6 separate regions of the Mus musculus genome follow, and all the other regions are linked to region 1. A link is a contact called in public Hi-C and HiChIP or PLAC-seq data. All regions are on one chromosome and are shown on one strand. Each heading gives the region's core, a stretch centred on a gene start, on an enhancer-like site or on the middle of the called end of the contact. The rest is flanking DNA. Distances are from core to core; before and after follow the strand shown. Region 1 holds the start of Pdgfc (platelet-derived growth factor, C polypeptide). Region 2 has its middle 230 kb from the start of Pdgfc. Region 3 has its middle 210 kb from the start of Pdgfc. Region 4 overlaps Pdgfc (platelet-derived growth factor, C polypeptide). Region 5 overlaps Pdgfc (platelet-derived growth factor, C polypeptide). Region 6 overlaps Glrb (glycine receptor, beta subunit).

Region 1 (4,477 bases), core at 987-3,486:
CATCTTACCTGGCTAGTGAAATTGCATTGTAAATAGATAACAAAGTAGGAAAAACATGTATATTTCCCTCTTAAATAGCAGCGAGAACCTCCCCTTGTATTGTAAACAGGGTATTTAATATTCCAGTTTTAGGATGCCTACATTAGCATTGTGGTTTCATGTGTGGTATAAAATTTCTATTTACAAAAGAGTCTCAAAAAATGGCTTTATAGTGGTAGATCAAGAGCAAAGGAGTTTAGAAATTGAATGCTGTGAATCATATGGGGTTCAGAGGCTAAGCAAATTACACCCCCGAAGCTTCCCTGGACTTATGAAAGAGGCTTTTCTCCAGCTCTGTGCAATCCCAGCCCAGGGGAACTCGCATCTGAAAGTTTTCTAAACATTTCAGGTACACTTGAAAGCTGAAAGTAATTCTCATTTCCTATGCAGGATTAGATCGCTTCCAACACACACAAAATAGTCATTCATGAACATACAAAAAAATACACCACCAAAAGGTGAGGGTTTCGGGGCACAAAGGCACGTTTTAAAAAAAAAAAAAAAGTTCAAGAGAAAAACCATAACCAATTCCTTTGAAAATGTCCAAGTGGCCTCTTGACCTCTGTATTTCTCACCTAATTCTTTATTGGTGCCTGCCTTCCCATAATACAGTGTTTCGATTAAGGAATTTAATACCTTTCCTGAATTCTCCATTCTTAACACCCCCCCCCATACCTGCTTAAAGTCAAACTTGCCACGACTCATTCATTTTGGGATTTCTTCTTAAAGGCAGTTCTTTTACTTGTAACTCTGGCCATATGCCACCTAGCAATGTGGTCACAGTTGACTTTTCCAATCCTTTCCATAGCCCATGCGTCCTCTCCACTCTGAGGTTGCGGGGCACTTCCCGCTCCCTCTACTCAGTGAGCTTCGGAAGTTGCAAACTGCCGAAATCTGCCCCCACCCCAGAAAGTGCACGCGGACTCAGGAAACTCCCATCTGCAGCGCCAGAGACCCGACCATCAGCTCCACGACTGGAGGACCCCACATGCCACCGCACAATGCCAACCCGAACGCACAGCGAGACGCGGGAAGGGGGAGGAGGGGGCGATACTCACCGTTCTGTTCCTTGTCGCTGGAGAGCTGCAACTTGCTGCTCAGGTTGGACTCAGCCCGAGTCCCCGTTCTTTGGCCGGCCAGGGCAGATGTCAGCAGGAGGAGGCCGAGGAGGAGCATTTGGCTGACTGGGGCGAGGGCTCACTCGCGGCGGGCACTGGGGAAGCGACGACTCCAAGGCTCAGCCCAGCCGGGGAAAGGCTGCGCTGCGGTGGAAGCGCCTGGCCGGCTCTGGCAGCAGAGAATCGCAGGGTAGTTTCCACATAATCCCATCCAAAAGTTTTTCCTAGAGCCCTCTTCTGTGTCTCCAGTTTTTGAAAAGGATCAAAGCAAAACCTGGACCTGAACCAGTTTCCCAAGGTTTAAACAAATCCTGAGCTGTGCCGAAGTGCGGGGGGTGGGGGTAGGCGAGGGAGGAAAGAAGGGGTGGGGACGCGGGGGAGCGGCGATGAGTCGTGGCGACTCGCAGGGAGCACCTGTCAGTTTGGGGGACAGGACACAGGCGAGGACTCGGGGTCCCGCCAAGCCAGACTGGAAGCCAGGTCGGCAGCGAGGCGAGCACCTTGGGATCAATGACAAAGCTGCTGATCGGGGCGGCAGGCGGCGCCCCACCCCCACCTGGGGGGAGGGGACCGTGCCCTGCGAGTGCCGCGCGGGTCCCGGGCGGGCAGAGAGGCCGCGGGGACGACTCGGGACTGGCCCGGATCCACCGCGGAGCCTCCTCCTTGCTGCAGTCGGTGGCCACCGAAGTTCCCTCGGGTACCGGCGAAGTGCTGCGGGAAGCCGGGAGAGCTTGGGCGGCTCGGAGTCGCGAGCGCTCGGATGCCTGCCCTAAGGCAGGGCAGGACGCAGGGCTGAGGAGAGGTGGCGGCTAAGCACGGGCGGCTAAGGGAAGGCCTGGCTGGCCTGGAGGATCGCTCTTGTCCCCTCCCCGTCTCCACTTTCCCCCAGCGGGCGGCGCGCGGGGCGCGGGGCTGGCGGCCGGGCGGGCGCGGGGGGCGCGGGGGGCGCGGGCGGCCAGCTGGCGGGCCAACAGGTGCTGGCGCAGACAGGGGGCACTGCGGGCCCCGCGGCAGACGGAGCCCACACTGCGGCGAGGAATGCCGCCAGGCGGCCCCCAGCTTCCTTTCCCCTGGGCGCCCCTAACCCCAAATAAGGAGTCTGCGGGCTGTTCAAGGGTGCTGCAAACTCAGAGAAAGAGAGAGGGAAAAAAAAGTAGGAGAGGACAGCCACTCCTTCTCTTCTGGCTCTCCCTGGCTGTAACTTGTCTTTCATTCCTAAGGGGATCCCCACTCCCAAAGCGCTTTGTCAGGACTCGTGGCCAGAGTTCTGCACTGAAGGAGGGAAGTTGAACTCAAGATGCTTCCAGAATGGCTCTGTCTGAAGGAGAATGAATAAATCAAAAGTAAAGATAAAGTCAGAGTTGTAACATGAATTGAAGCCATGCACCACTGTATCCACATGAACCCTGTTTGGAGAGGAACTGGGGTTGGAGGGTACCACTGAGCAGAAGAAAGAGTCCCTGTCCTTTGCAGCTGGGTGCTGCATGATAATGAAATCTAGCTCCTAGAGTGTCTGGGGACATAGTGTGGCAATTTACACATAGGCTGTCCTGGAGCCCCTAATGTTTGAACTGGTTGCCTTTATGCACGAAGTGCTTCGTGCTGAGACTAAAGTTCCTATGGGGTTATCTAGAATGAGAAAAACATGTTAGTAGGGCCTAGGGTGGTTCCATGTGCAATACATGTGTCTCTGATAGGATTCCAATATGCTTTCCTTATCAGAAAATCCTCGTGAAAGCGTTGAAGGCACAGTAGGGTTTGAAATCTAAACAAAAGATGCATCTTTGGATGGAGGGGTAATAAAAAAAGAAAATGAAAATAAGGAAAATAAAAATAACATTAGAGCAAGCAAATGCCTTGGTGTGCAGTCAGACAGATGTATCACCAAGTACTTAGTTGAATCAGTCAGGGCATGCAATCCAACCATAGAACCAAGGTAAACATAATCCTGAAACCGGGCATGACCTGGAGACAGAAATAAAAGATGGGACCAGTCCAAACGATAAAATGTTAATCTTTTCCTTTGTTCTTGGACACCACTGGGGCCTACCAAACAACCCTGTTCTAGCCAGGTCTCTGTCCTCTTCTCTCTTCCTTCAAATGAGTACTTGACAGGTTGTTCATTATAACTCCTGCTTGGCATCCAGGAAGTCCCCGGGACCAAATAAAGAAAGATGCTGTTCTCCTGTGAAATCCTTACAAACCTGTTCCATTCATTCATTCTTATCTGTGGGATTTCCACCTTTACAGTGTTGGATAGAAAGTCTCTTGCTTAGACTTTAAGTGTATGGATGTTAATGGTACAAGCCTTGTTACTTTATTCAAGTTAGCAGTGCATCATCTTCAGTGCCATTCCATTGTGACATACGTGTATTCCAAAAGTGTTCTGTACATTCCTGAATATGCAAAGGAGAGTTCCCAATTTTAATCAAAATGAGACACCAAAAGGCATGCTTTCTCGGTAGATCTGTTTGCAATCCAATCCATTAAGGTCCAGTTTTTGTCATTTACTTAGTTTTCTGATCAAGGTTTTGTAAATGTGCTTTTTTTGCATCTCCACACAGTTGGAGTTCTTGACCACCCACATAGGATACGTGTGCACTCCTACTTAATCCATTTGCACTCCAAAGACTGCAAGGAGTGATGACTAAGCTTTACTTTGTATCGCTTCAGATTGGCTAGAACAGTGCCTGGCACATCGGGATCATAAATAAACACATTGGACTGACTGACAGGTTTCTTTATTGGACTCACATTCTCCCTGGAATTTCAGAGAAGGTTGTATTTGAAAAGTTACAGATGATCTACAATACCACGCCACCTCTGTGTTTCACCTCATCCATATTCTACAGAATGATTTGACAATTGCCTTATAAATAAAGCCAGCCAGGTGCTCCTGAGTGACCCCAAGACAAAATCACAGCCACATTGGCTGTTTCTTTTCAGTGCGCTCACATGGTTGTTGTTTGAACTGTTCTTGCCCTTGGCAAAGTTCTCTTTAACACTTTGTCCTCTGCTGGCATTTTGTTCTCTCTTGCTTTTAAACTCTCCCCAGGAAAGTAAAAAACCCTTGTGTTGAGAGTCAGTTTTACAAAATCCAGAGTCCTGTAATTACCAAACAATCCATTTTGAATGAATTTGGCTTTGTTTTAGCCCAGGGCATTTTCCTTGAGGAACAGCATCCATGCAGCCAACCAAGAAAAAAATAATTTCAAACATTCTTTGTGGTTTTCTTCTCTCTCTCTCTCTCTCTCTCTCTCTCTCTCTCTCTCTCTCTCTCTCTCTCTCTCTCTCTCTTTCTCCCTCTCTCTCTCTTTCTT
Region 2 (4,477 bases), core at 996-3,495, 230 kb before region 1:
ACTGGGGAAAAGGCACCAAACTAATGTAATATAAGGACTACAAATAACTCAACAGAGCTATAGCCAACTATATTTCATATAAAGTATCTAAAACATACATTGGTACAAAGACAATGTCTTCAACAAATGATACATGGAAACTTTATGCTCACATAAAAAAGAATGATTTTTGATCTGTATCTCCCATCTTATACAAAATAAATTCAAAGTGGAAGAAAGAATTAATGTAAAACTAGAAACTGAAATTACTAGAGGAAAAAGTAGAGAGAAAACCACCAGATATACAGGCAAGAATTTTCATTAAAGGAATTCAATAGCAGAACAAATTACTCAAAAATACACATATGGGTTACATAAAAACACTTCCTCATAGCAAAAACAACTCTCAGTCAGCAGAAATGATGGTTTAAAAAATGAATGGCTATCTCCTGAGAGGCTCTGCCAGTGCCTGACAAATTCAGAAGTGCATGCTCACAGCCATCCATTGTACTGAGCACAGGCTTCCCAATGAAGGAGCTGGAGGTTGGACCCAAGGAGCTGAAAGGGTTTGCAGCCCCATAGGAGGAACAACAATATGAACTAACCCGTACCCCCAGAGCTCCCAGGGACTCAACCACCAACCAAAGAGTACACATGGTGGGACTCATGGCTCCAGCTGAATATGTAGCAGAGAATGGCTTAGTTGCTCATCAATGTGAAGAGAGGCCCTTAGTCCTGTGAAGACTCTATGCCCCAGTGTAGGAGAATGTCAGGGCCAGGCAGCAGGAGTGGGTCAGTTGGTGATCAGGGGGAGGGGAAAGGGATGGGGGACCTTTCTGAGGGGAAACCAGGAAAAGGGATAACATTTGAAATGTAAATAAAGAAAATATCTGATAAAAATGAATAGAAAATTAAAATATATTAAAAAATTGACACTAGAGAAACAAACTGCAATCAACAAAAAAGCTAATGGCATGAATTGAACAGTTGATTCTAAAAAGAAGAAATACAATGGTGGCTAGTAAGTATTTGAAAAAAATGTTCAGCATCCTTTGCAATAGGGAGAAAACAAATTTAAAATAAATTAGGATTGTATCCCCAAAGTCTGAATGACTAACCAAAGAAAATTGAGTACCAAAGTTGATTTAGAATGTGAGAAAGAGGAACATTTATTCACTTCTGAAGGTAATAAAAACATATACAGCCTTTGTGGAAATCAGTATGGAGATTTTCTCAAATGTCTAAATAAAACTAGCCTATAACTCAGTTGTATTAATCCTAAGTATACCCCGAAAGGACTCTTACTCCTATTAAAATTGCATGCCTGGGCTCATTGTACATCAATGAGCCCAGGCATGCAGTGATTTTAGGAAATTGATCTAGCCTATATATCCATCAACAGGTGCATGAAAGAGGAAAATATGATACATATGGACAATTGAATTTTATTTTGGTTTAAAGGAGAATGAAATCTTGACTTTGCAGAATATGAATATAGCTAGGAATCATTCTGTTAAGTGAAATATCCAGGAAGGCAAATATCCCTACAATTGTCATATATTGGTACTCTATTTTAGTATTTATATATGTGCATAGACATGTGAATGTAGAGTCAACACAGGTCATAGAAAAAGTGAAAATGAGAAGAAAGGGAAAGATCTTAAGAGAGAATTGCGGACAGAAAAAAGAAAGTAATAGAATCTGTTAGTCGAACACAGAAGGGAGATCTTAAGGCAATAAACTGGACAGGGAATAGATGGAGTAGTATATGAAAAGAATTGAATCACTGTCTGTGTTTATGCCATAATGAACTCATTATATTCTATGCTGATTTAAAGACTTAAAGGAAGAAACTTTGTGTGTTTTCACATTTTTATTTGCTTTTCCTTTGAGAAACACTAAATTCGAAGATATATACAAGATTAGTTAGCATCCCCATTGCTGTGTGAAAACACCTAAAAGAATCAATTTGAGGGAGGAGAAATTTAAGGTCTAGAAGAATGGGTCTCAACCTGTGGGCAGTGACCCTTAGGGGGTCTAACAACACTTACTCAGGTGTAGGTTGCCTAAATTCATCAGAAAACACAGATATTTATATTATAATTTATAGCAGTAGCAAAATTGAAGTTATGGGATAAGAATGAACTACATTTATGGATGGGTCACCACAACATGACAAATTGTGTTAAAGGGTAGTAGCCCTAGGAAGGTTGAAAAGCACTGGTTTAGAGGAAGCCTCAAGGCATCACATGAGGAGGGTGGATAATAGATAGTCTGTTTATGGTGAGTCACATCTTTCACAATCACCTCAGCTGTAAGGAAGCAACAAGGACAGAAAATAGGGTACTTCTATAAGCCAGAAAGCAACTCCACTAGGTCCTACCTTCTGAAGGTTCTACTACAACTTCCTAAATCAGCGCTCATTACTGGGAACCAAGTGTTCAAGCACATGAAACTATGGAGGATGTACTTCAGGTTGAAAGCTGATCTACGGAGTTCAATTTTAAGTATTGTGAGGCTTTTTCTCTAACTTTTATCCAAGAAAATGCCATTACATTGAAATTTCTTATTTAAAGCAGAGTAAATCCAGTTGGGGGAAAATATCTCTCAGTAGCAGAGCATATTACCACATTGCCTTCCCATTTCCACTGTTTGAAAGGCATACGTGTTTTCCATTGCTAGACGTACTACAGAATTTTATAGAGAATCATTTCCTTCTAGCATGGCCCAAGTTCTCAGATGTGCTGGAAAGGCAGCAAAACCTGACAGAAGGAATCTGCATTAGGATAAGAAATGAGATTTTGTGGCAAGAGCAGAAATACTCCCAGAATGGATGTACACATACAAAGAGCAATGATATTTCCAAGTCCCATAGGCTGGGGATAGAGTAAACTTAACTCCCTCCCCTTTTCACATGAGCTATGCTATTATGAAACTGTGGAAATTATAAGCTTAAAAAGTTGCCTAGGCCATCCTTTTTTACGCTGGCAGCTACTTTTAGTTTATTACAGGTAGGAAATATTATACCCAATATTTCCCCAATTTTGAGTACAAGGTCTCAGTTTCACAGTAGAATATATGTCAAAGTTGTACAAAGGGTTAAGGTATTAGTGTAGAATGTAACTCTGAAGTCAACCAGAAAGCAATTGGGTAAGTGACATTTACTACAGAGTTCCTTTAAATTTATCCCATTAGTATGTAAATATGGGAAGAAAAATCCTTAAAGGAGTCTTTGTTAAATAATTTTTAGACTCTAATTTTCTCAGTTTATTTTACTGTAAATTTTGAGGTGTAACGTAATTGCACTACTAGTCTATTCCCCAACAACCCTCCAAGCTCTGCCATATACCCTTCAGAGCTCTCCTTCAAATTTATGGCCTTTTTGTCTCATTAACTTTTATTGCATATGTGTATGTATTTGTATGTAAGTATATATTCTTAAATATAAGCCTGTTTAACCCACATAGTGCTACTTTTTTGTGTATTTTCAGGGCGAAATCTTGTTCACTAAACAACCAATGGATGTGTCCGTGCCTCATTTGCTTATTTTTAGATTGAATTTACCTGACAATAAAAAAGCACTAACAGTAAAAAATAAATTAAGTGAATTTCATAACGAAATATTTGTCCCTGTCCAGGAAGAGAAGCAGGTAGGCTAACGAGAGAACTTTACATCTCCCTCCATTCCACCAAATCCAGTCGTCCACTATTACTTATTCTAGCTCAGTAGCAGACCATCTGTGGCAGCCTCCCTTCCTGAAGCCCCCATCTTCAGAGAAACACACAGAGCTTCTCCTTTAAACTGCCTGCTGCTCAACTTACTGATTTATCCCACCCTCCAACTCCAATAAGCATTCCCTGAGAACCTGAACACTGTTCTATCCAATGAAGCAGATAAACTAACTGCCAATTTTTCACTTCTCCCTCCATTCCTTTAGATCCTTACCCTGTTCTCATGCCCAGCTCTATGGCAGACTTTCTTCCATGGCATCTTTTTACCCCATTTCTAAGTGGCTAAGCAGATCTTGTAGAACAACCTGCTTTCCTCTCTTCTATGAGCCTGCTCAGTTCCTACATCCTAGCACATTCTAAATCTTGTGTTACCAATACCTAGGAACTCATCTTAGTCAGAGCCTGCAGTGGCCATGCTGGTATAACCACTTTGGAAATCAGTCTGGCTCTTCCTCAGAAAATTGGACATAGTACTACCTGAGGACCCATCTATACCATTCCTGGGCATATACCCAGAAGATACTCCAACATGTAATGAGGGCAAATGCTTCACTATGTTCATAGCACCCATATTGATAATAGCCAGAAGCTAGAAACAAACCTGATGTTCTTCAACAGAGGAATGGATTCAGAAAATGTGGTACATTTACAAAACGGAATACTACTCAGCTAGTAAAAACAATGACTTCATGAAACTCGCAGGCAAATAAATGGATCTAGAAAATACCATCTGGAATGAGGTAAATTAGTCACAAAAGACAACACA
Region 3 (4,477 bases), core at 1,253-3,752, 210 kb before region 1:
CAAGAAACTTTAAAGAGAATGCGCCATTTAACAACGGTTTTCAAAAATGAACACAAATTAGTGCTGGTAAAATATTAACAGCACTTAAATGTGTGTGTAATTTTGTTAATGGTACATATCCATAGCACATAATTAACAAATAACAAAACATATGTTTTTCTCTAGTTTTCATATAGAAGACAGATTCCCCAGAGTCTCCCAGAATGCTTTCCCAGATATTGCTGAATTCTGATTGTGTGGTTTTGGTTCTGGGATTGTACTTCAATCCATTCGCCAGTCTATCACTTGTCTTTGGGCTATACCCCTACCTGAATAGTTGCCAAATTACCCAGACTGAAATCACTGTGTTTTCAATTAATCACTGTGTTTTCAATTAACGCATAAGCACACCAGCAATATAGGTGTCTGCTGTTCTCAGTAAGTCCATGACTAGCATGAGAGTGGAGAGCATCCTCGTAGGCGCTGTGAACAAGCTCTTTTCAGAGCCTCTTTCAGTATTCCATGTTTTGTGTGTATTCACTGCACAAAGCACACCAGTATTGCATGCTCTGAAGGTTGGTCCACCCCATTGCCATTTTCTTCATAACAATCATTCAGTCTAAATACAGTTAAGATTTTAAATTAGACTCAAATTTTTCTTGGGCTATAATTTTCATGGTGTAAATTCCACTACCATGTCTGATTTCAAGCCACCAAGTCACCTGACACCAGTGTGAACAAACAGGGAAGTGGTGTACTCTTATATGTAGAGGACAGTAGCTGGGCACATCATGGTAATGAGGTAAATTGTTTAGGAATGATGAAGATTGAATCTGTTCTGGTCTCTGTTTTTGATAATGTGTTTAATTCTATTTATGCTATTTGACAGTTTTCAATGACGCCATTAATGATAATCTTGTAAAATTCCTGAAAACCTACCATGAGATTCTCAAAACCTGCATTGAGCCAACTACAACACAATACTGGATGTTCAGCATACATGGTTTCTCCATGCCTGAATCTTTAATTGACAGCCGAAGAAGACAAGCATCAAAGCTCATTAATCTTGTAAGCATTGTGGGACTACTTGGCCTTTCTCATGCCAGGAATTCTTACTGGCAGAGTTCATGGGTCATCTCCTGAGCAAGTTGTCCCACATTTCTAACTAGGGGAGTGGCTTCCCAAGAACATGCTTTTCCTATATCATCTCTGACCTGAATGTTGTTAAAGTCGGTCATACTACTGACCTCTGTAGTTGAATTAGGGAAAAGCTGAAAGAAGTTGAGGAGGATGGTGACCCTGTAGGAGGACAAGGAGTCTCAATTAATCTGGACCCCCAAGACCTCTCGAACACTGGACCACCAAACAGGCAACATACACCAGCTAATATGAGGCCCCCAACACACATACAGTAGAGGACTGTTGGGATCAGTCAGAGAAGATGAATCTAACCCTCAAGAGACTGGAGGCCCCAGAGAATTTAAAGGTCAGGTGTGATGGGGTTGGGAGGTGGGGACACCCACATGGAGACAGGGAGCAGGGAGGAGGTATGGAATGTGGTACAGTCGGTGGGTGTACGGGGGAAATAAATAAACAAAGTAAGCAAGAGCCCGAAGTCCTGGGGCAGTCAGACAGCAAGCACTGTTTGAGGGATTTATTTGAATCCCATTTCAGGGTGTTTGTTTCCACGCTTTTCTAAGTAGAGAAGTGAATTTCACAAAGGGCTTATAACGGGGACATTGGTAGTTCATCAGCATACATGTGAAATGAGTTCTCTCATAGAATTACATGGACTAGCTAAATACTTTCTACCCTTGGCTCTCTGGGGATGTAAATACTCCAGAGTACAGGTATGACTCTTTAATTCTCTGGTTTGATGGACTTTTGGGGGGGGGGTGTCCAATGCAACTCTTGATGGAAAAGAAAACTAAAACTGGTATATTCTGCATTTGTCTGGAATGAATTTTTCTTTCAAAGTGATAATGGAGATTGAACCTAGGGTGTTGGCTTTATATCCTCTTTGTGGATGCTTATTAATGAATGTGTATTTAAAGTGTAGGTCCGGGACAGAATCTGATCTACAGCCCTCTGAAATTGGAGCGGAACATCTGGCTTCTACCGTTTCAAAGTTACCTCTGGCTACTGCTGTCGACAGAAAACACAGAAACAGGCCAATCAACTCTTCAAATTTTAACTGGCAAGACAGAAGTCTAGTTTCATAACAAAGAAATTAATTGAAAAAGAGCACGGAGGGTAGTTAATAACAAACAGGTGGTTTGATGCAAGGGAGGTAGTGGAGTCTCTGGGTACCAGGGAAAGTGGATAATGAAAAGCAGGGAGTGGCAGGGGTTCCCTTCTGGACTGCTAAGACCCAGATTGTAAACCAGCTAATTCAGTTTTTCAACTTGTAAAAACATTCACTCACTCTTCTTTCTTCTTGCGGTGTCTCTAAGGGAGTTAGTTCCTCCTAAGACTCTGGTGACTGAATGGCTGCCAGCTTGCTTTGTTTTCCTAGACCATTTGAGGATCCCGGTTGTCTATCACAGTATGTCCCTGGCATAGCTCAGCCATCACCTATTCAGGCAGCTGCTTCTTCGTCTGCTTCATTGACTTTTTCAGTGGTCAGAGACCAAATGCTCCTTCAATCTGAAACCGGGTATGTCTGAAGGGACTCCTTTGTCCAACCCAGTATGCACCAAGCTTAAATAAACAATATTTCCTTCTGCATGGCATCAAAAGGCAGGTGACCGCAGGGTGGTGTTAACCTTTCATCCTTCATTCAGATTTTTTTTTAAATGGGAAAATTGACTCCTGAATGAATGAGAGTTCCTTTCTGTGACCTCGGTGGAGGAGGAATGTGAGCAGATTGTGGCTCAGTTTGAACATTAACGAGTTTAGACTTGATCCTGTGTGGTTGTAGCAAGATCTCGAGGGAGAGCTAGGAGCAGACTCACACTTCAGACACTCCCAGCCCTGGGATAAGTGTCTGGAAGAAGTGAAAACTGAGGCCCAGGCAAGGGTTCTTCCAAAAGTGGTAGGAGACTAAACTTCCAGTACAAAAAAATCAAATGCATGAGATTCATTTTCCAGTTGCTGCCCTGGGCTCTGGAACTTACTGAAGTAGAACAAACAGAAGTCTGGGGCTAGTGAGGCCAGGGACAGAGAAATGAGCTGGCTTCTTTTGTGCTAAGAAAGTACTACAAATGACCCTTGTATATGGAGAAATGGCCCTTGGTGTTCTAGTTAAGAAGAGAGGAGCTGAATTGAGGCATAAGTTGAGTTTCCTTTTATGAAAACAGACATGCCATATTTAGTTCAGAATAAAGTATTCTTATCTTAGGAATACCCCAGAAAGCCAGCCAGCCAGCCAATCTTCAATGTTTGGAAATGAAAGGTTTCAACAAATGTAGAGGAGTGTGCCCCAGGAGTAATGAAATGTCAGTCTGACCTTACCATCATTATTTACATTACTAAAATATTTAGAATAAATATGTTTTTTGTTTTGTTTTGTTTTGTTTTGTTTTGTTTTTTTGGTACCCAAGTAAAGCTCTAGTGTCAGAACTTGGACCAGAACAAGCCAGCAGGATCAGCACTTTAATTGTCCTTGGTGGAAATTGAATCCTTCTCTTCCTTTTAACCACACATAGGGGAAAAAATGTAAAGTGCTTAGATTTTATTGAAGACATTTCATAACCTGCTTCCTGTCTAGGGCTCTGATTTCACCCCTCCCCCTGAAATTAACTGAATATTAATCATATCTTTAAAAAAAATTTTATTACATATTTTCCTCAATTACATTTCCAATGCTATCCCAAAAGTCCCCCACATCCTTCCCCCCACTCCCCTACCCACCCATTCCCATTTTTTGGCCCTGGCATTCCCCTGTACTGGGGCATATAAAGTTTGGCTGTCCAATTGGCCTCTCTTTCCAGTGATGGCCGACTAGGCCATCTTTTGATACATATGCAGCTAGAGACACGAGCTCCGGGATACTGGTTAGTTCATAATGTTGCACCTACAAAGTTGCAGATCTCTTTAGCTCCTTGGATACTTTCTCTAGCTCCTCCATTGGGGGCCGTGTGATCCATCCAATAGTTGACTGTGAGCATCCACTTCTGTGTTTGCTAGGCCCCGGCCTAGTCTCACAAGGGACAGCTATATCACGGTCCTTGCAACAAACGCTTGCTAGTGTATGCAATGGTGTCATCGTTAGGGACACAGTGAAACTAACAGAAGTTATTAATCATATCATATCTGCTCAAAATGAAGCTGCCGTATATTCGGTATAGGTTTCTGCTTCTTTAGTGGTTTTTCTTAGCCTGAGAAGCATACTGAAAGAGAAGGAATTTGAATGGAATAGAAGAAGACCCATCGTGCAATCTCACCAGCAATGGAGGAGTATTCCTCTTTCCCCACATCCTTTCCAACATGTGTTGTCACCTGAGGTTTTGATCTTAGCTATTCTGATTGGTGTAAGGTGGAATCTCAGGGTCATTTT
Region 4 (4,477 bases), core at 604-3,103, 180 kb before region 1:
TTACACATACTTTATTTCACTGTACTAATCATTTCATTTTATATCAATCAAAACACAAAGTTTTTTAATTTTCATGGTCTTGTTTAACCTTTCTCTGTTTTTCCTCTCTTTTGCAATTGCACCTGAGAACCAATTGCAGGCCATAGTTTCTTTTATACTTTGAGTTTGTCTCATCTTTGCTATAAAAGACTGCCTCATCCTTTGGGTTTTTGAGTTTAGTGCGTACAGGATCCACATTGCTCTGAATGTGAACATTCGCTTGAACCAGAATCCTTTATTAGATAGCCTACCCTCACTACCAAACTGGATTGTCACTCCTGTCAAAAATCAACTGAATACAAGTTCTAAGGTTTAGTTTTGGATTCTCAGGCCTATCACATTGATCCATGGGTCTGACATTGTTAACTGTGTCACAGCATTTCTGTGACTTTGCAGTAAGCTCTAAAACCCTAAAGCTGAATCTGCCCATTTTATACTCCTATGCTCAAGGTTTATCTATCAGTTTGGTTTCTTCATACTCTTTTCTGATTATTTAGAGTATCTTAATAGTTCCTCTAAACAAGCCAGTTGGACTTAGACTTAGATCTATAACTTTTAAAATGATAAACTTATTGACCTTAAAAGAAAATTCTGATGAAAGAGATATGCTTCATCTTTCAGTTTCTTAAAGATTTATACTGGACATTCTTTCCTGTAATGACTGAGGAGTTATATAATAAATTGGATCCTGTGTAGATTCAAATGCCTGCTGAGGCAATCCTTAAAAAGATGAGTTAATGATTTAGTAACTGCACAGAGTGTGACCAAGGTAGATGCAGGAACGGAGCTTAGCATGAGCTTCTAGGGGAATACCAGTGTATTTGAGAAGGGAGGGAGGGAGGGAGGGAGGGAGGGAGGGAGGGAGGGAGGGAGGGAGGGAGGGAGGGATGCTGCCCATATGCTACTCAGAGAACAACTTGGAGGAGTTGGTTCACTTCTTTCCCCTTCTGGATCCTGGAACTTGAACTCAGGTAGGTAGTCAGGTTGGACAGCAAACAACTTTACACAGTTAGCAATCTCCCAGACAGAGAGAAAAGGAAATTTTATAACCTTGCTTCACTGACAAAATAGTAGTCTGGCCTGTGGGGAGCTGAGAAGCAGCAGCATCTTTCTCCTGTGTCCTTCATCTCTCAGCTGAAGGTCAGAGAATTCAACAGCCCCAGGGCTTGTCCCAGAGATGTTCCACTCAACATCATTTATCCTCCTGCATCCTCATCTCACCTATTTACTGATGCAAATTGTTAACTGACTCCCACTTTGATTCAATGCCTCATTAGGCATTGGTGAAAGAATAAACAATATGATTCCTGCTTAGAGTCCCATTAATGTAGGAGTCTAATGAGAAACCAAAACGAGGTCATTGTAACTCAGTACCACAATATTTATAGTTGAACTATTTCTGTACGCCTGTGTAAGTGGAGAGAATGAAGCCAAGCTTGAGGGACTAATGGCATTTGAATGGACACTTGGCAGGAAGCTAGTAAGAAGGGTCTGTGTAGGAGCTGTTCTTCTAAGAGAATGTAGCACACATTAGCATACATGTGAAGGAATGCTGGTATTTTTCAAAACCCACAAATATTCTCTACAGCTGTGCCAGATTTGATGGTGTAAAATGAACGGAAAGTGGTAAACAGTGAGCTTAGGAGGGATTTGGTGTGCCATACGAGGATTAAAACAGAATTCTGTAGAGTTCTACTGGGGAAACTCTACCCATCACCATTAGCTTTGCTGAAGGGCCATGCTCTTAGTGGTGTGGAGGACAGATCAAACAGCAGTGAGGCCAAAGGCTCATTAGGCTGGGGAAACAGAGACTGTTTTACTGGAATGGAGAGAGCTCTGAGGCAGGGCCAGAAAGGAGACAGTTACAGAAACTGGGGGGTGTGGTAGTCACAAATGTGAGGGAGGAAAAGGCACTCAGTGATGTCTGCTAATAACATAGGAAGCAGGAAATGAAAACAAAGCCCGGGCCTCTCTGAAGTGAGATGGTTCATTATAAAGGACTTAGCTTCAGAAAATTCACTCAGCTTCAACATCGGATGTGAGAAGAAAGCGAACCACTGGGGGGAAAAGAATCTATCGATACAGTTTAATTTTCTGAGGGCAAGACTACCTGTTTTGTCTTTCGCACACGTCCAAATTGTCTATAAGGAGTATTTGATGAGAAGGAGAAAGGAACAATGAGAATCAGAAATAAAAAATATAATCATGAATACTGCTTCATATAACTAAGTGCTATTCTTCAGTTTAATAAGCATCACTATGCAAAATGGGCCTTTGCCACAGAGACAGAAGTCGGAACCACTGATATAACATACAAAATAATTGGTGGTCAATATAGTCAACACCTCCAAGACTTAAGAGAAAATGAGGTCACGTGTGCTGTAAACGCATTAGCTTCTGTTGGCTTTGGTAAACACAGGAAGCATCATGAGTGTAATTGATCATAGACAATCAGGCTTCATACTTACCCTCACTCACTGGCAGTAGGGAACAGAGTGATACTTTTATGATCACGTTTGACCACCAAAGAGAACAATAAATATTTTAAAACTGACAAGGGAAATGGTTAGAAATACCAAGGTAAACACATCTGGTAGGTAATTCCGTGTAATCTCTCACAGTTCTTACTTTGCCAGTAAGACCTGGAAACTGCCGATATTCTGCACTTCCCATGATGCTTGGTGAAGTTATTTCTGGGTCTCTATAGCGCTGGGACAAAAGGGCAAAAGGTTAAAGAAATGAGACAGAGAACATGTTTATTTGTGTACTTGTTTCTCACATGGTGGGAGGTAGGGCAGGGCTGCCAGCAGCAGGGTCACAGTCAATGGGTACTCTTTGCAAGCTCAGTCTGGAGAGACTGTCTCTGGACATGTGATGTTTCGCCAAGCCTACAGCCAAGTGCTGAAGAAACCAGACCCCAAGAGATCTGTGCCTAGAATGGAAGGACTATATTTTGAAATACCCTGGTAATCCATAGACTAGCTACTACATACTGCAGATGTTGCCATAGAAAATGGAGACAGGAATAGGAACTTATGGAATCTGCCCCTCACTTAATCTAATCATATACTATATCACCACACATTTTACAATGCATCTTTTACTTTTAGATCCTATACAGTTTACTTAATCAGAATTTACTATTAATACCACTGGGGGGGGGAAGAACTTCATTGCAACAAGAAATTAGAAAGAAGAAGACAGGGGAGGGTGAACTGGCAGATGTTTTTCTACAATGCAAAAGATGGTAACTGAGTACTTTATTATCTTCCTTTCCTTGGAACCAAAGAGGCAGACATGTTCACACTCATGGATACCCACAACCGCCTCACCCCCCCCCACACACACCACATACACTTAGACGAACACTTACACTTGTCCCCAAAATAGCCAGATTATTTTATTTGATGATTCAATACATTTTAATTCAAATAGTCACCACAAAACTTGGGCACAGATTAAGCATTTACAAGCAATGTATTATGTTGATTTTCTTTGCAATTGCCAAAGAGTATAATAAGTGAACTCCTTAAATGATATACTTCTGTACATAAAAATATCCATGTATTAATACAAGTGTATGGAGCAGAGTTTAAAGGTAATAAAACCCTAGTATTGAAATAAATAGGATATGTCCATACAGCGCAGCATAGCCCAGAACACTGTGCCTAGAAATGGTCGAGGTTTCTGGGGACGTGCTTCTCTGAGCTATACTCCTATTTCCCATAGAAAGGGGTAGGTTAGCAATGGCTCCATATTTACTCAAGCTCTGTTCTGTTCGTAGCTCTAAGAACAGAATTGGGAATTGATGATAGTACAGTTGTTATCAAACTGTCCCTGCGACCTACCAATTCTAAAAACTTCCCCATTCCATCTTTTCAAATGCAGATGACGCTAAGCTCTAGCACCATACAAGGAAGAAATACATATGTTTTTGTCAGAGCAACAAGATTTTTATATCAATCATCTTTGTTCTTCTGGCTATAACAATTTTGTTTAGAAAAAAAAATTATCAAGCTAAAAATAATTGCTCTAGGTTGTCATAAAAAAGAATATTAAATACCTTTGGTAAAAATAGAAATATTTAACAAGATTAGAAAAGCCAACAGTTATAATGTCAAAAGGAGAATATAAAAATATACACAATGAAACACAGAAGCCACCTCAGAGGGAAGGGAAGGGAAGGCCACTCCTCTGTGCAGGTGTGCTTTCTCCAAACCATGACCGCACCTTTCCTCCAAATTGCGGAGAAGTTGCCAAGCATTGAAAACTTCAGTCTTTCCTTTCAGCATGGCACATTTAATTCCTATTAACATAGCTGCTCTCTAAAAGCTTTGAGTTTGTAGAAAACAGAGCATCTGTCTATCTATGCAAACAGGTTGGAGAAATCCAAGTATTTCTGCATTGTTCACAATCAAGTGTGTGTTTTTCACCATTT
Region 5 (4,477 bases), core at 588-3,087, 160 kb before region 1:
CACTTGGCCTGTGCTCTTTGCTGCTTCCAGGTCTGTTGGAATCTTAGCAAAGAAGCTACTTTCTACTTGCAGTTCTGTTAGAATCTCAGTGGGGAAGCTACAGTAGGAGTTATTTTTACAGAACAGTTCATCATATTAATATAAAAACTACAGCAGTGCATAGGCACTTTGAGTTCCATGAAGCCTCCATTTCAAAGCCTCCCCAAAATGACAGAAGTTGGAAGTGAAGATTCTTGTCATGTACTTGTGTAGACTGACTGAGACATCTGCAAAAACGCCTTGCACACAGTTAAAGTCAAACTGAGTAGGAACAAAGCCCCTGCCCCACCCCAGAAGATTCCCCACCAATAGTAAAGCATGGAAAATTAACAATATTCTCTTTCCATGGGTTCCGTGAACAGTCCCCGGGTAAGGAAGGCCTGCCTGTTCAGAGTTCTGCTTCTCCTGTGATGCTTCTGGGGATTTTCAGAAGAGGCAGAGAATGGAAAACAGAAGTTAGAGGAAAGAACACCCACTAATTCCTCCAATTTCTATTTTCCTATTGCTAAAATCCATTGTTCAGGCCAAACTTTCAGACATTTTCTGCTATATTCAGCAAGGAAAGATTCAAACAATATGTTCGATATTTGAAAGTATTTAAGCATGGGTGAGATAATTGCCAAATGGCTCTGTGGATGATAAAGGCACCTGAAGGCCAGCCTGATGACATGAGTTTGAACTTCAGATCTCACGCACTGGAAGGAGTAAAACAACTCCGTGAATTATGCTTGACCTCTGCATGTGTGTTTCTGTATGTACAGCCCCCAAACAAACAAACAAACAAACAAACGAATGAATAAATAGATAAAAAGATAGATAAGCAAATCAATATTTTTAGCATTTTAAAATGCTAATGACTGGGTTGTTAAATTTAAAGAAAGCCCATTGGACTCGATTTCACTGCTTTCTATTTCTTTATCTGCATAAAGATAGGAACTCATTGTTTGTCAGTAGATGGCCATACTCTGGAATGTCTACAAAGAAAAAAACAGGTCACTTCAGTGATCTATAGCATAGTTTTCAATGCCACCCTTTAGGACAGTGACATTACCAGTTTTACTATCCTACATCTATGAATCATTTAACAAACATTTACCACAAACCTACAGAGCACTGTATGCCAAAGGGTAAAAGGTGTGGCCCTTGCGACTCACATTTCCTAAGCTTGATATTCTACCATCTTCGCTCATCCAGAGAGAGCGAACCTGACAGTTGTTTCTGTAAAGCAAGTCGTCAGACAAGTATCACACAGACTTTTGTAGGTGAAGACCACAAAAATGAACTTGGTATAAAAGAGTATCTGCGAAACAAATCGATTTCCATTTTCATTATTGAAAATGTATTATCTGGCTGCCCTTGAGGCCCAAGTACTAGTCAGATGAAGTGCATTGGGGTCACTGGAGCCAGACAGCAAAACTGGCAGCAAGAGCATGTTTCCTTACAGACTTCTCCAGTGAGAAACCTGAGAGTGATGCCTCAGTAGGATGTGTTTATTGTGGCTATGTTAAGCGTTTTCTGAACTCATTATCATCTTTCCTTTTTTTTTTTTTAAGAGGAAGCAGCCTCCATAAAATAAGACCTGCTTGTAAGTTCACAGTAAATAGTTACTGCTTTATAAACAACCAGCTTGTCATTTCATTAGGGTCTGCATGAGCTATTTTGAAAACACATCATTGACAGTGAGGCTTTTTTGGACAAACATACACACACACACACACACACACACACACACACACACAAATGTTTGTGTTGAGTAAGTAGCCTAGCAACTGCAAAAGTATAGTGCCAGTTGCAGTTTATGATACGCTGTTCTCTGTCAACTGCATGCAGTATAATCTAGACTGATACAGATTCCACTTCGTTCATGCCTAACACAGTTAGTTAATAATGCATACTATATTGTTGTTAAAAATAAACAGCTAAAGTCAAGTATGTGTGCACACTTCCAGCTACTTAGGTGGTTGACCCCAGAAGTTCAAGGCCAACCCAGGCAATATTGAAAAACCTCTTCTCAGAAAGAAAAGGATTTTAAAAACGAAGCTTTGAGCAACAGCCTTCTTAGAGGTGTGTCCAGCCTCATTTATATAATGTCAAGCTGATATATTGCACATAGCTTTGATTTTAAGAGCTTTAACTGCAGACGGGGCATGCAGACAAAACTGTGTGCCAGGAACAACTGACACGCAGTTCTGTAAAGACACAAGAATGCCCTGGAACAATCCATTTCAGCATGCTTCTTTTTACTTTCCACTTGCTCTTATCTAAATTCATCCAAAAAGTTATCTGGGTTTTGTTTTTAAATTATTTTTAAGCCAGCAAAGAAAAGCCATTGCTTGCACTCCGACTGAAGAACAGATGTTAAATACTGTGTGGGTGATGGAGATTAGCTATTTAAGTAAAATAAAATCCTAGGGAAGATAGCCAGTTGTGCTCCTATCAAGACTCTAGAGATTCTAGGGTCTTATAAAAAGAGCATTACAATTGAATTTACCTTGTTATGTCTCCATCAGACTTCTAGACCAAAGTGAACAGTGGGCTTCAGCCAGCACTTAAGAACAGTGACTTCCATGTTGAAGCCTGCAATGGGTAATTCATTTTAGGAATAACTGTACAGTATATGTGATCTATATTGATCACTGGAATTCCCCAGAATGACTAAGTAAATTAGGCCCCAAAGCACTTTCTCAATGACATTTGTGCTAACCTAAGTCAAGGTTTGTTTGGTGTGGTTTGGTTTTTTCCTACGAAGATCTGAGAAATTCACACATACACACACCCAAAAACCCAGAAACAACAACAACAACATCATCATCACCCTCATCATCATCATCAACAACAACAACAACAAAACTGCCACCACCAAAGCCTGGAATAGTTTTCGCAGTTGAAAACACTTAAGAACAACATGTCAAGAGATGCTTTTATTACAGTCTAAATATTTATTAGTTATACTTTGTACTGTTGGCCCACTTAAATTATTTTCAAAGTATTTTGAAAACTATACAGTATATCACATATACTGTCCAGTTATTCCTAAAATGAATTACCCATTGCAGGCTTCAACATGGAAGTCACTGTTCTTAAGTGCTGGCTGAAGCCCACTGTTCTCTTTGGTCTAGAAGTCTGATGGAGACATAACAAGGTAATGTGACCTTGACTTTATCACAGGCAATACTCATGAAATCGCTATTTGTAGTGCTCATGAAATGAGAAAAGAATAGGAGGTAAGAACAGTTGAAAAAAACCTAATACCCCCTTACAAAGATTGAAATGGTATCTACCTTACCACAGAGCTCTAGAAGAGAAGTGCTCACACATATCCCTCTATCCCTCACTCGACATATCATGTAGCAGCCCTGTGCAGTATGTAGAGGAATCCTAGCACATGATATTTGATAGGTAGTTTCAATTATATATTCAATACATTTAACAGTCAGAGAAGAGACTAAACTTGTGTGGTGTTTGAACAAAGAAGGCTATTTGAGCATATTTATTTAAGATAGACTAATAGGGGAATGATGTCTCAGTAGTTAAAAACAGTTTTTGTTCATGCAAAGGACTTGAGTTCGACTTCCAGTAGCTTACAGCCATCTTCCCCTCTAGTTCCAGGAGACCTATCACCATTTTCTGACCTCCGAGACCATTTGGCACCCATGCAGTACACATATATACATGGAGGCCAAACACTCAGACTCGTAAAATAAAATACTTTGAAAATAATTTAAGTGGGCCAGCAGTACAAAGTATAACAAATAAATATTTAGACTGTAATAAAAGCATCTCTTGGCAATTGCTAGCAGAGGTGATTGGAATGATTGTGACACATTCGTGGCTGAATCTTGTGGTCAGTTTCCTCAGCCTTTATCCTTGCTGATATGACAGCCATCATGGGTTCAGGATTCAGTGCATTGTGCACAATGGGTTTGCTTTGTACCTGGCAGTCTGCTTCTCACTTCTCTCTCCCAGTTCTTCTTGCACAGATGAGACTTGACTTCATTTTGCATTCATTCTTTCCTCTGATGAATAGCTGTAACTTTAAAGCACTGGATGGGATTTACATGGGAACGTCATCCTGAATGCTTTCCTACCTCAGTCAACAGCAACACTGTAGTTTGTAGCCATTCTTGCACCTTTCCGTAACTCATAAAGTCCCACAAAAGGTCACTATAGTTCTATGTTTAGACCACAGCTAAAATCTGACAGATTCCAATCTTGGGAATTCTTTAACATGGTATTTTATTTTCTGTTGTGTGTTCTTGGAAATTAAACAAGCCAACCCTGTCTCATTTAATTAAATAAGATATTCTATCAGAAATGGTAGAGATGTGTTAATAAAGTTCCTATTTTATATTTTCCTAGAAACATATATCTGGTTTAAAAAGTTAAACTTCAAAATTACCCTTAATTTTTAATACAGTTTAAATGCTTTACAATGTAA
Region 6 (4,477 bases), core at 1,389-3,888, 160 kb after region 1:
GAAACAAATGAAATGTCCTGAAAGTTCCAAACTATACAATTAGAGGTAATTGTCTTTATACTCTTTTTTTCTTTGGAAGAATGTAATTGTAAAAGATTTTATATCAAGAGACACAATAATAGCAGCCCTTAATTGATTCAATAAAAGTATATTTCATAATTAATTCCATTTTCCCTCCTTGAAGGAGAAAATCGATAGATAGGATTGAACACTAATTTGCATCCTAATATCCAATTTATCCTCATCCCTTCATTCTCCTTAGAGTGTCTGATCTTGTGAGAAGTGATGACAACTGGCTCTAGGGAGATTACAATTTTACCAGCAGCGAAATAGAAAATCTCATTACCCGTGCCAAGATCCCTAGAGGTGTGATATTGCAGTTGATAAAGGCCATGAGAAGCAATTTTAAAAGAATCTATGCAATCTCCTGTGCTTTGGGAAATTTAATTAATTGGTTTTCATCTGTTGTTTAATATGTTGCACTCAGAATGATTTCTATCTGAAAAGATTCCTTGTAGCAATTCATAGCTGGGCTAGCTCTTCCATAAACTTGTGCTGTCTTAAGTTTCTCCTCTAGTGGCCTCCTTGTATTAGAGCGGAGACGACTAGGACGTAATTTAGTTGTGATCAAAAGTCAAGCCAATTCCATTAAAGTTTGCTTCACAGAAATTAATGTCATTTATCACCACATTAGTACATATTAGATGATACCAGATGTTGTCTCCTTTTAATCTTTCTTGGAGTCATTATGGAGGTTTTGGTCATATGTGTGTTTTCTGTTTGTTATTGGTTTGAAATGATTGTCTGATAAAACATCAAGGGTGGTACAACAAAACAAACAGAAACAACATAACATTTATAAAATGTGCTGTTAAGCTGTCAATTTAGTCATGTCTCACTATTCAGAAGTAATAGCAAGGTGGCATATATAGTAATTAGCCAACAGCAAAAGAGAAAAACATGGTAGCCTGCTCTCTTCTAAATAAAGAGCTTATGACAAATATATACAGAAAATATGTAGTAGTACTTTTGTTGGTGATTTGTTTGTGTCATTGATCTGTTAGTAGCAAGACTATGTTTAAGCCATATCTACCATGGGTAGCCATTTTTTAATTTGAAGTGAAAATGTCATTGTTTCTTAAGAATAACATTTTATAAATAGTCTGATTATCTTATGGATCCTTAACTGTCTCTCTGGACATGTTATCTCACAACACTTACATTCTACTCTGCTTCTTCAAGTAAATTATATCCATTGTTCATCAAACCAAACAAAACCACCAACCAACCAAACAAACAAACAAACCAACCTGTTCTTTGCTATCTCACTGACTTGTGCACATTTGACTGTAGATTGTCTTGCTTGAGGACACATGAAAGGTCTGCCTAGTTTTACTAAATCATAGGAAACTTGGACAGTGTTTTTAACAATACTGTTTTATGCAGTTAGCAAAGTTAACTTGCTAGGATACACTTGTTTTTATTTGTAAACAGATCACCCTGCCTCTGACAGTGTTTGCAACTGTTTATTTACTTCTACTAGGAAAAGTCTTGGTGGAGTTGGGTATTTGTCTTAAGGGAGCCAAGCCAGTTCTCCTGAAAAAAATGACTGCTTTCTGTTGATTGCTATTTCCTAAAACTTACTGTCTTCTTATTGTTTTTTTTTTTTCTTCTCCTTTAGTCAGCAGTCACCCGAGGACCTGGCCCGTGTGCCCCCCAACTCCACCAGCAATATCTTGAACAGGCTGCTGGTCAGTTATGATCCCAGGATCAGACCAAACTTCAAAGGTTCGTTGTCCCTCTGTTCCCACAAATTCCCTCCAGTCTTCATACCTATATAATACTGTTTCTAATGTGCAAAAGGATAGGATTTCAAGTTAACACTTAACTGTCCTGAAATGTGCTTAGGGAAAGAGCTATTTAATGTTTAAAATACATTTTTTGTTATTAAGAAAAATATTAATTCTAATAGTGTTATATAGTTACCAGTTGAAAATAGTGAAAAAGTATATTCTGTGAATTAATAGGCTGGTCTCTGAGATCGATTTTCTAAGAACTCTGTGTCCCTAATCTTAGTGATTTAAAGTTTAGGCTCTGAACATTGATGTGGTATTCAATAATAGACATAACAGTTAATAATTTGTAGACCAACCATTTACTCAGGGAAAATGACCAATTCGAATGTATATAAATTCTCTCTGTTATTAGTATTTCATATTTATAAAAAATAACCTATGTTATTTTGCTGAAGAAAGGCAGCCAACTTGTTTTAAAAACATGTTAACTTTATAAATAAAAAAGTTCCAGAATAAAAGTTATTACATCAGCAAAATATTCCCACTTGTCACAAGTTTTAAGGAAAAATAAAGCCATGGTTAAAATAAAAACCCTTTATGACCAGATTGCATTGTTGTTCTCTGGAAGGCGGTGATCGTTACTGTTTGGAAGGGACAGACTTTAATGTACAGAAGATTAGAATTATAAGGCTCGAATTTTTTTCTGCCTTTGCAGAGGAGAGAGAGAGAGAGAAAAAAAAAAGGTCTTGCAGCTGCTTCTAGTCAACTAGAGTTCTACAGCGATGTTGTAAAAACAGGGATTGTGTTCATTACCAGAGCCTATTCAGTCCCTCTCCACAGCCGCAGCAGTCACAGTCTGGGTTGTCACATGCCTAGCATGCGTTGGTTCACACCTGTTTCTCATCAGCAGTGCTTAGGAGGCTAAAGGCGAAATTCACATGTTCCCTTTGATAGGCACAATGAGTCAGAAAAGAAAGAAAATTGCAACACTATACCTCAGTTCTCACTCCATGAACTTTCAAGTTATTTTCCAACAGGTCAGACAGAAATCTTTATAAAGGCTCTATTATAAGTCTGATTAGCTTTGTGCTTTCATGACATAAAATGGAAATATAGTAATTATCAGTAAAAGCTATTGAATACTGCTATAGCAATTCATTTAAAGATTTGAAATGATTAGAAATGGCAAAAAATAAAACTATTTTAAAAGTGAGTTTTATGAAGCTCTTTAGTAAGTAGACCCATTAAATTATGCAGTTGGCAATTAAAACATATATTCCAGAGTTTATACAACTTAAAACAGAAATATTTCTGAGTAATGTACACCACTGAATATAACTGAAGTTAGGATTTATTTCTAATAAGATTTCTGCTTGGATAATGAAATCAACAGCAATTGTGAGCATGTTATATTAAGAACAAAGATTTTTGCATCTAAATGTACATTTTAAAAATACAAAGGTTAAATATTAAAATCCTATTATAACAATTCTGATCAAGGGTTTTGCAGCCTCTAAACCTATCCTTAATTTTTTTCATAGGCATTCCTGTTGATGTAGTAGTCAACATTTTTATTAATAGTTTTGGATCCATTCAAGAGACAACAATGGTAAGATAATAATTTCATACTTATGATTTCCAAACTTTAAGTCAGAGGACAGTGTAAACCATCAAGACTGAAAACCAAGGAGTGACGGTGGAGAGAAATACATTCAATCTAGCATGGAAAACTACAAATTCCCAAGTTGTGTTAAACCAGAGCTTTCAACACCTGTGTAATTTTACAATTCAATTCAGCCTTGGAACATTTAGGCTGAGGAAATATGAATTCACCCTGAAAAACTGTTTGTATTCCATCTGGGAGAAGGACTTAGGTTTTTAAGCTAATTCACTCTCTCTCTCTCTCTCCACCCTCGCCCCATGTGTGTGTATGTGTGTGTGTGTGTGAGAGAGAGAGAGAGAGAGAGAGAGAGAGAGAGAGAGAGAGAGACAGAGACAGAGACAGAGACAGAGACAGAGACAGAGAGTCGTAGAAAGACACAGAGAGACAGAGACAGAGAGAAAGACAGAGAGCAAGCTAGACTGGCTGAGCAGAGAGCCCTGGGATGCTTCCACCTCTGCCTTCCCAGCCCTGGGATTATAGATATGGACCACTGTGTCTGGCTTTTTTGTGGGGTCGTTTAAGGACCTGAAGTCACATCTTTGCTTTCATGGTGAACACTTTATAGAGAGCCATCCCCTAGCCCTCAAGAAGCCATTCAAAAAGGACCCCTGTGGAGCCATTCACCAGTCTATATGAAGTAGCTGAAACTTAGAATTCTAACATTTTCTCCTTTTAGTTTTTCGATGTATAAATTTTCAGATGATGTCTTAAGTTTCTGGGAAGAGTCTTTGTTCTCTCTCTTCAGCTCATTCTGAGAGAACTGGAATGGCCACAGGGGAGAATTTATTTCATAAAGCAGACCTGAAATTCCTGGTAGAGTAATGGGCACAGAGAAGATGAAGAGGGAGCAGTGCCCATGATCTTGAAGAAAACAGAAATGTGTTTTCTTCAGATTGTCTGAACAATGAGTAATGTAACTGACACCCTCACTGGCTTCTTAAAAAGTGCTTTAACAAAGTCTGCTGTGTGTTCATGGTTTTAGAGGAGTAGGTGCTGTCTTCCCTTGTTAATAAGCCAA

Evidence for each region. Hi-C and Micro-C count contacts between places; a contact is called where the count stands out from the background. HiChIP or PLAC-seq counts read pairs in DNA pulled down with a chosen protein or histone mark.
Region 2: a contact with region 1 is called in an H3K4me3 HiChIP or PLAC-seq map of bone marrow-derived macrophages, with 7 times the contacts expected there. The contact joins the enhancer-like site here to the promoter of Pdgfc in region 1. A contact is called at or near these places in 5 of 39 promoter capture datasets (the 3T3-L1 cell line, 3T3-L1-derived adipocytes, hippocampal neurons and 2 more), 2 of 484 Hi-C or Micro-C datasets (bone marrow-derived macrophages and nephron progenitors), 6 of 115 datasets of contacts at active chromatin or transcription factors (bone marrow-derived macrophages, embryonic stem cells, forebrain and 1 more) and 1 of 9 other capture datasets (embryonic stem cells).
Region 3: a contact with region 1 is called in a FOXA1 HiChIP or PLAC-seq map of pancreatic cancer cells. The contact joins the enhancer-like site here to the promoter of Pdgfc in region 1. A contact is called at or near these places in 9 of 39 promoter capture datasets (the 3T3-L1 cell line, 3T3-L1-derived adipocytes, cranial neural crest and 4 more), 3 of 484 Hi-C or Micro-C datasets (liver, nephron progenitors and pancreatic cancer cells) and 10 of 115 datasets of contacts at active chromatin or transcription factors (bone marrow-derived macrophages, craniofacial prominence, embryonic limb bud and 5 more).
Region 4: a Hi-C map of uterus shows a contact between it and region 1, with 2.5 times the contacts expected there. The contact joins the enhancer-like site here to the promoter of Pdgfc in region 1. A contact is called at or near these places in 11 of 39 promoter capture datasets (the 3T3-L1 cell line, 3T3-L1-derived adipocytes, the HPC-7 cell line and 6 more), 24 of 484 Hi-C or Micro-C datasets (the AML12 cell line, the N1E-115 cell line, adipose-derived mesenchymal stem cells and 12 more), 11 of 115 datasets of contacts at active chromatin or transcription factors (bone marrow-derived macrophages, craniofacial prominence, embryonic limb bud and 3 more) and 3 of 9 other capture datasets (adipose tissue, embryonic stem cells and liver).
Region 5: a contact with region 1 is called in a Hi-C map of pancreatic cancer cells, with 4 times the contacts expected there. The contact joins the enhancer-like site here to the promoter of Pdgfc in region 1. A contact is called at or near these places in 11 of 39 promoter capture datasets (the 3T3-L1 cell line, 3T3-L1-derived adipocytes, the HPC-7 cell line and 6 more), 16 of 484 Hi-C or Micro-C datasets (adipose-derived mesenchymal stem cells, cerebellar granule neurons, cerebral cortex and 10 more), 7 of 115 datasets of contacts at active chromatin or transcription factors (bone marrow-derived macrophages, embryonic limb bud, embryonic stem cells and 1 more) and 3 of 9 other capture datasets (adipose tissue, embryonic stem cells and liver).
Region 6: a contact with region 1 is called in an H3K4me3 HiChIP or PLAC-seq map of embryonic limb bud, with 3 times the contacts expected there. The contact joins the enhancer-like site here to the promoter of Pdgfc in region 1. A contact is called at or near these places in 5 of 39 promoter capture datasets (the 3T3-L1 cell line, frontonasal cranial neural crest, liver and 1 more), 3 of 484 Hi-C or Micro-C datasets (cerebral cortex, embryonic fibroblasts and nephron progenitors), 1 of 115 datasets of contacts at active chromatin or transcription factors (embryonic limb bud) and 1 of 9 other capture datasets (adipose tissue).

The regions. Positions count from the first base shown.
Region 1 is chr3:81,034,175-81,038,651 of GRCm38.p6, reverse strand. It overlaps Pdgfc (platelet-derived growth factor, C polypeptide), which reads right to left and starts at 2,236. Exons shown (of 6, transcript NM_019971.3): 1 at 1,098-2,236. The coding sequence starts at 1,215.
Region 2 is chr3:81,260,784-81,265,260 of GRCm38.p6, reverse strand. No RefSeq gene overlaps it. Among named protein-coding and RNA genes, the nearest start is that of Pdgfc, 230 kb to the right of the region's middle. Within about 2 kb of position 2,245, at least 4 of the 459 cell types and tissues checked have an H3K27ac peak or open chromatin away from gene starts, as enhancers often do. A contact at or near this core is called in bone marrow-derived macrophages, where this site is marked.
Region 3 is chr3:81,241,541-81,246,017 of GRCm38.p6, reverse strand. No RefSeq gene overlaps it. Among named protein-coding and RNA genes, the nearest start is that of Pdgfc, 210 kb to the right of the region's middle. Within about 2 kb of position 2,502, at least 20 of the 459 cell types and tissues checked have an H3K27ac peak or open chromatin away from gene starts, as enhancers often do. A contact at or near this core is called in craniofacial prominence, embryonic limb bud, kidney and 2 more, where this site is marked.
Region 4 is chr3:81,212,972-81,217,448 of GRCm38.p6, reverse strand. Pdgfc (platelet-derived growth factor, C polypeptide) reads right to left here. Exons shown (of 6, transcript NM_019971.3): 6 at 3,409-4,477. Among named protein-coding and RNA genes, the nearest start is that of Pdgfc, 180 kb to the right of the region's middle. Within about 2 kb of position 1,853, at least 19 of the 459 cell types and tissues checked have an H3K27ac peak or open chromatin away from gene starts, as enhancers often do. A contact at or near this core is called in cortical glia, embryonic fibroblasts, muscle stem cells and 1 more, where this site is marked.
Region 5 is chr3:81,194,506-81,198,982 of GRCm38.p6, reverse strand. The region is part of intron 3 of Pdgfc (platelet-derived growth factor, C polypeptide); the gene reads right to left. Among named protein-coding and RNA genes, the nearest start is that of Pdgfc, 160 kb to the right of the region's middle. Within about 2 kb of position 1,837, at least 12 of the 459 cell types and tissues checked have an H3K27ac peak or open chromatin away from gene starts, as enhancers often do. A contact at or near this core is called in pancreatic cancer cells, where this site is marked.
Region 6 is chr3:80,876,937-80,881,413 of GRCm38.p6, reverse strand. It overlaps Glrb (glycine receptor, beta subunit), which reads left to right. Exons shown (of 10, transcript NM_010298.6): 3 at 1,682-1,788; 4 at 3,338-3,405. Among named protein-coding and RNA genes, the nearest start is that of Glrb, 34 kb to the left of the region's middle. Within about 2 kb of position 2,638, at least 28 of the 459 cell types and tissues checked have an H3K27ac peak or open chromatin away from gene starts, as enhancers often do. A contact at or near this core is called in embryonic limb bud and second pharyngeal arch cranial neural crest, where this site is marked.